Linked DNA regions of Oryzias latipes: region 1 is linked to region 2. Evidence: chromatin contacts called from public Hi-C data. All regions are on one chromosome and are shown on one strand. The core of a region is the stretch at or near the end of the contact, and the rest is flanking DNA. Distances in the headings are between cores, read along the strand shown.

Evidence for each region. Hi-C and Micro-C count contacts between places; a contact is called where the count stands out from the background.
Region 1: a contact with region 2 is called in a Hi-C map of embryo, with 2.0 times the contacts expected there. The contact joins the enhancer-like site here to the promoter of LOC101156069 in region 2. A contact is called at or near these places in 2 of 5 Hi-C or Micro-C datasets (both in embryo).

Annotation. Positions count from the first base shown.
Region 1 is chr2:22,674,607-22,678,388 of ASM223467v1, reverse strand. LOC101165288 (guanine nucleotide exchange factor DBS) reads right to left here. Exons shown (of 33, transcript XM_023966166.1): 6 at 3,277-3,396; 7 at 3,082-3,198; 8 at 2,863-3,012; 9 at 2,662-2,786; 10 at 2,487-2,601; 11 at 2,293-2,412; 12 at 1,615-1,806; 13 at 1,348-1,539; 14 at 1,113-1,266; 15 at 986-1,038. Among protein-coding and RNA genes, the nearest start is that of LOC111949299, 4.5 kb to the right of the region's middle. Within about 2 kb of position 1,413, at least 1 of the 8 cell types and tissues checked has an H3K27ac peak or open chromatin away from gene starts, as enhancers often do. A contact at or near this core is called in embryo, where this site is marked.
Region 2 is chr2:22,626,312-22,629,648 of ASM223467v1, reverse strand. It overlaps LOC101156069 (radixin), which reads left to right and starts at 1,629. Exons shown (of 15, transcript XM_004066609.4): 1 at 1,629-1,837; 2 at 3,284-3,337.

The DNA of each region.
Region 1 (3,782 bases), core at 164-2,663, 49 kb before region 2:
AATATGACGTCATCGATTTCACAAAGTTAAAATCTATTTGATATGAGCATTTTGCGATGATTATTTATTAATCCACTGTGTTCTGACGATAAAAACTTTGATGGTTTATAAAAAAATATACATTTAAATACATTTTTTGGGCAAAAATTGTTAAGACACAATGCATTGTGGTCTTTATTGGCCAATCCGGTGAGCTTGGATGCCCACTGACTTCTGGGAAATTTCTAGGGCACACATTGTAGATTCGGACAGCACTACAAATTGGGGAACGCACGTTATGGTGCATTATTTCATTCAGACACAACCGTTGTCCTCAAATTCGGACTTTACCACCGCTCGATGACATCATCAATAGCCGGCGGTGAGTTACGTTAGCACGTAGCTGCCAGCGCTCAGAAAATACATTACAACCTCGGTTTATAACTTTAAAAAAGTAAAGACGCTCATTTAAATGTAAACTCTGCTTCAGAGCACACCCACGCAAAGAAATGCATTTCTCCTCAGATCACCCTAACTGGCGGAGTGATACCCGACGTTTCACTACGGTGTTTCCTTAAAAAAAAAAAAAAACTTTTGGACACCACTACAGCTCCAAATGCCTGTACGATTGAAGCAATAGGAAGGGACTGGAGGGGTAGGAGAAGAATTCGGATTCAACCCAAGTCTTTCACACATTGGAATAGAGATGTGAAATAAAAAGCCCGGAGAAAGATTGACCAGATTTGCGGCGCTTTGACATCGGACGCCAAGCCTCTTCCAACTGTAGGTGACGGACGTGCACTGGTAAACGGTAGCAAAGCAAGAAAAAGAAGAGGAAGCCCCTCCCCTGCTCGACCAGTGTGAACACCGTGGGCGTATTTAAGAACACGACCGCTATGCGTCCGCTCCTCTCCACGACCCTCCACCGACCCGGACAACCCGATAACCTACGGCACCCGTACAGGTGACTAAGGCTTTAGAAACACTCAAGGAAAGTCATGTCTACCTTTTTACAGAGGGTACTATCTGCAGAGTATCTTCTCTCTTTTCTCTCTTGACCTGGAAATGAAAAGTGTTTGATGACCGTGGATGTATGTACTTAAAAAAAATGAATAATGCGTATCAGGACTCACTGGGAGAAGAAAGTGGAGACTTGACTTCTGGTCTTGGAGCTACTGGCTGAACTGGTCTAGTTTGTTTGGCAGCAAGTTTCTTCAGACTGACGCGTCTCTTTTCAAACATCTCCTGGACGGAGATCTGTTTCTGGAAAACTCGTTCAATCTGGTCCTGATGAAAAAAAAGAAAGCACACGTTAAATAAAGCTTTTGAAAGCTTCCAACTAATGTGGATTAAAATAGTCTTTCGGACCCTGAGCTGAGTGTTGAGCACTGTCTCGTACTGACAGCAGATGGCGCTGCGGTCCGTCAGAGTGTGCAAGGCTGCCGTGTCTAGGTATCGCTCCAGCTCTTGCAGAGCTGCCTCCGCTCCATCCTGGGACTGGCAGCGATCCACCGGCTGGCTGGCCAGCAGGAAGATGCCCTCTTCACACCACCCCGATGCCTTCCGGCAAAAAACAAAGAAACTCGTCAATCTTTCAGGAGACGACGAGAAAAGTCGGCTGGACCAGATTCCTACCTTCTCCAGAGCGTGGTGGAGCTCCAGAGCTCTAAGCAGGAGGCTCTTCTTGTGCCTCAGAGTGGAGCTAATCTCCTCACACACGTCTCTCAGCTCCCTGCACTTCGGCCTGATGGAGTCCTCGGCGTAGTGGGAGTTTTCGATCAGTCCGTCTCCTTCGCCGGCCAGGGACAGGGCAACATCCAGCAACGCCTGTTGAAGAACACTGATATCAGGAAGCACACGTCTATGTTGACCACAATTACTTCAAGATGTCCGTCACTTTCTCCTGAAGTGTGGAGAGTCCACAGAAATGACTGATCTTCAGGTGTAATCCAAAACAGTGACTGTACTGAATGGAGTAATCAGGTAAATCTGAGATTTTAATCCAAACTCCAGCAAAAAGGTGTTTAAGAACTTGAAAAGTCATATGATCTGCTTTAAATGCTTCAAATTCTTACAGATGAAACTCTGTAACCATAATGTTCAGTACCATGCAGCCTGTGGCGGTAGTGTCATGATGGGGTTTTGTTGTTTTGGTGCTAAAATTAGATCACCTGGATGCAGAGTTTTCATGTACAAAGTGCTGCCTGAAACATTTTTTGTTATCTGTTAGTGTTCCCCTCGTCCTCGTTTTTTTGGGAATGGAAGATGTGACGGAGCTGAGGTGGTTCCATAAAGGACCCGGTTTCTCCTTACAAAGGCTTTGTCCTCGTGGTTGCTGAGTTCCTGGAGGACGTGCTCGGCGTGGGCGGGGCTTACGCTGACCTCGGAGAACCCCGACAACCGCTCGGACGTCACGTCGAGCTGAGCCCGGATCTGTGGAGAGCAGAATAAGCCGTTGGAGTGCGTGCACGTGAGCAGACGGTTGCTTCCGCCTGGGCAGGACTCACCTCACGAAAGTGGTGCTCAAAGTGCCGGAGCTGCAAACACTGCTCCAGTTTGGTTCGGTGGCGCTCCCAGAAATCCTCAAACGCCGTCTCGGTCTCGTCCAGCTGGCCGATGAGTCTACGACCAAAGTGGAGTTAGCGGCTTGCCTCCATCATCGTTACAATTTTTCCATCTAACCTTTGGACCGTGGCGAGATTCTCCATTTCATCATGCGTCATATTGTATTCGGGATCCACCAGAAGAGGCTCGTTGATGATGTCCAGTAGACGCCTTCCTTGAGAGAGCGCCACCTGCAGGTCCTCCTGGAAGTGGAATCAAACGTTTTTTACGCACCCTGTAAGCGTTCGTACGGGAACTCTGGCGGGAGGCATCGCTCACCTTCATCTGCTCTTTTTTGCAAGTGTGCGCCTGCAGCAGGTTGGTGGTGGCTTCGGCATCGTTGGGCAGCTCCGTCTCGGCCAGCTCGGTCCCGAAGGCTTGCAGGGTCTGGGCTATCGTCTTTACCATGAGGGCAAAAGCCTCAATGGCCTGTAGGGAGACATTCGCAGATTCAGAAAGGCCGGTGAGCAAGAAGTCCAGATAAGTGGACATACGTACGGTTCGGTGGGAGATCCAGCTGTCGTGGTTGTAGTCCTGCGTGCCACCAACCTCAGTGGTCAGCTGTCCTGGGTCGATGTACGCATGGAGCTCAGTCACTGAGCTCAGCATCACCACCTGGAAAAACACGTACTCTCCCATAACCGTGAAGGGGTTTCACGACGGAACCAATCACCTGACGTCTGTTCGCCTTACCGGCACCTTCATTTTGAAGTCATCCCTGATAAACCTTAACTGGAGGTCCGAGATGGTCCGCTGGAAAAAGGTTGTGGGACGCAACACCAACACCAAGTGCAAGATCCCCGGAAATGAACCCTAGGAGAGCAATCAAGGTTTTGTCAATCAAAAACTCCAGGGATTTTCTGGAAATCCTCAGATTTAAACAATCAAGGCTCGATCTGTATCATCGATGTTCTGTTTTCTTATGAGCTTCTTGGGCAGATTTTAGTACCACTGCTAAATTTAAAAACAAAACCAATGGATATCTCCTCCCGACAAGTACACAACCAGGAAAACCCACAAACCGCTGACGATCAACCAAAAATTGTGCCCAAAAGAATTTTTTTTAACATATTCTCGATAGTCCTCTTTTTTTCCTTGAGTTCATTATTCAAGTTATAAACTGACCAATCGGACGTTTGACAGTTTGCAGTAGGGGGTGTGGGTATTCAACAAGCTCTTTCGTGACTGACAAGAGTGGT
Region 2 (3,337 bases), core at 380-2,879:
TATATTAGTTAAAAATAAAAACAAAGATAAACATTTTAAATAAATCAGTTCAGCTTATGAAAAATGCAAGTTTATAAAAACAAAAAAAGTCCATTTATGTTTTTAAAACATTTTATTAACACTCGATGACATTTTTGAAGGTATCAGACGGGATGTCATTTTAGAACTAATTTTAAAAAAATAAAATAAAAGGGCAACTTGGTTATAACAGCACAGTCTGAAAAGATAAAGAGAAACACAAACAGAATTTATGAAGCCTGATACTAATAATGTTTACTCTTATGTAAACATAATATACATTTCCATATTTTGTGTCCATTTACTGTACTGGCAATTTACAAACAAAACAATATTGTGTTTAAATCCAGATTATAGTTGAAGTTTAAAAGATGATACACAAAAAAAGTTAATTATTTTTCGGCCATTAGTTTTTACAGCAAATTTAAATAAATAAAAAACTTTAATTTTAGGGGTTTGAGAGTTATGAATAAATATGACCTCTAGGGGGCGACAATGGCTCCTATTCCTGATTTGTGCGCCAACAGTGCCATCCAGTGGTGGCGCATAGATACTGCTCCATGTCGAATGCAACAAGTGTCAAGAGATGTAAATATGCTTCCAATTTTTAACTGAAGTTTAGACCGGATGTGAGTGATTATAAACAAAACTTTTTTCCACGCTAAAACTTTCAAAATAAGATTAAAAATAGTTTTATTGACAGATGATGCTGGGCGTTATTGAAATATTGGCTGTTATTGTGAAAAGCTTACAGTGTGTTTTAACCTGTTTATTCAATGAACCTCGCGGCATAAAGCACCTCGCGTGCCCACATGCAAGTCTAGCATCCTCTCGCGGGCTGCTGACAGCCATGTTGCACATCTTCACAGTCAAGCGCGTAACATAAGGCTGAGAAGGGATGAGGTGGCCGGAAATGAAAGTTTTTCCTTCAAAATAAACGACAAGCGTGGCGTGTTTATACTAAGGTGCTTAAAAATGTTCTGTGTTTAAATATTTTAGATGTTTGCTGATATAGACAGACCAGGAAATGTTTGCATAAACAGAACAGTATTTTAATGAATGTCTTCAAATTCAGTTTTGCTTAAACATACACAGATATTACCAACAATTATTTTTTATCAAAAATGCAATATTATTTAAATCTAATGTGCAATACAAACTACTCAATAATTAGAAAAAGAACGAAATTCATCATATTGCTAATATTTGCACTATATCGAATGTCAATTTTGTACAACGTAGGATTAGGGTCACCATGAAAGAAAAAATATTATTTAACATATGTGAATACAGTTGTAAAAGTATGAAAAAAAAGTAATTTAAGAGACTAAACTTATGAGACCAAGTATTTTGAAAATATAGTTGATAGTGTTTGCCTCTATCCATTTTGTGTGCTGACTAAATCCATCAATGCACCAATCCCATAAATGGCTTCTCATATATTTAATTATTTAGTTGTTTTTATGGTGGGCTAAATACTCCGTCATACTTCTATATCAAATTCGTTTTATGTCCCCTTTTTGTTGTTGCTTACTTAGTTTACTAGTAAACTATCCTATTCCAAGTATTTTCCTGGGCTTTTATTTTCTAAACTCGAACCGGAAGTGACAGTAATTGCTCGGGGTTTGTTTGTTTTTCACAGCGAAAACCCCAAATCGTCTTATGGGTGTTTAGATCTCAACGGTTTTTCTGCTGTGTGCGGGAACTTGTTTGGACAGGCGAAGCGCTGGATGTAGCTTTATGCTTCTTCTCTGCTGGTGTTTAGTTTTATCTCTCCGTAGTTTTTCTCTCAAACTTGACGCCGGAGACCGTCCGCGCGGTGAGTTGCCTCTCCCTAAAAAAGATGAGCCGCTGCTCATCAAGTTTGCTATATAGCGGATATCCTCGAGAGAAGTGATGCTCGACTCCGTGAACTGTAGCCCCAGGGCTGATTTAAAAATTATTGTATTTGACTTTCTGCGGGTATTTGTTTTGGGAAGGTGTTAAATAAATGTGTGGATTTAACTTAAAGTCAGTGAGTCTTTTAAAAGGCGCTAAAACTTCAGGCAAACCCGTCACGCGGACAACACCCACTACTAGCTTAAAAATGTCAGCTTTTCTACGGCCGAATAGTCACTGTTTTACACTAAAAGCGCCTTTATTTGAGTTTTTAGCTAACTATAAAAGCATTTCCTTCTTTTTTTAACAAACGTGGGGGTTTATTTGAGCCGCTCAGAGCAACAGTTGCTGCTGCTGAGTTCAAACGGGGAGAAGCTAATTGCTTACCAGCTTCAAATAGACAAGATTCACCCCAACAACCTCATACATGTGGAAATGTTTAAATATATTCATCATTTAAATATTTATGGACGTCTAAATCATACTACACTTTAAAAAAAAGACTTGTTTGGGGGTTCAGATGCCAACTTTTGATCATATTTGTAGTAAAAAAAAAATTTCAATTACCACTATTTTATCCAAAAAAGTTGTTTTTATTGTTTTTTTTAAATATATATTATTATTAATATATATAAAAAGTATTTTCAAACTGTTATTTTCTCTCCCAACAGTGAACCAAATACATTGTAAGAGATAAATGTTGGTGTACGAATTTAAATGTTAGAACTGACGAAAGTTAAAGTTTATATTTTACAAAAATTGCATTTAAAGATTAGAATTGTTCTGTCAGGATCTTCGTTTATGATGTGCAGTCAGGAAGTGAAACCACGTGAAAACCTGTAACTGTAAGTTTAGTTTAAAATTCAGATTACAGATGGAAATCCTTTGGTCAGAACACTCTTTACTCTTGGCTGGAGGCTTTTATTTTGGCCATTTGGTGTTCGTAGAAAGCTTTTAAAAGAAGTTTAGTCCTACTGTAATACTTATTTGTCATCGTAAAGAGTCTCTGAATGAGTTTTTGCTGCTTGTTTTCTCTTTGCGTCTTTAGAAAATATCAAATCAGTCATCTCAGTTGTTGTTCTTTGACCTAAATGGTTGAATGTTAGTAGAATTACAGACAAATGTGTGGTTTAAATGTCAGTTGTATCGTCTACGGTGCATTATTGTTAATCCACTGCATAGTTTTAATCCCTCAGAATGCCTTAGCAATGGCTTCTGATACTAAAACACCGGATTACGGTCTTGACAACTTTGATTTAGTTTGTTGTATCTGAATACATCAGATTAGTCTATTTAAGGTTTTCGGTTTTTAATTTATAACAGAAAAAAACACCAAAAAATAATGCTTAAAATCTCCCTCACGGCATAAAAACGGTCTTTATTTCAGGTCCTGTGAGACGGGTTCTGCTGCCGCCCCGTCACGGATCGGTCCTCTCATCTG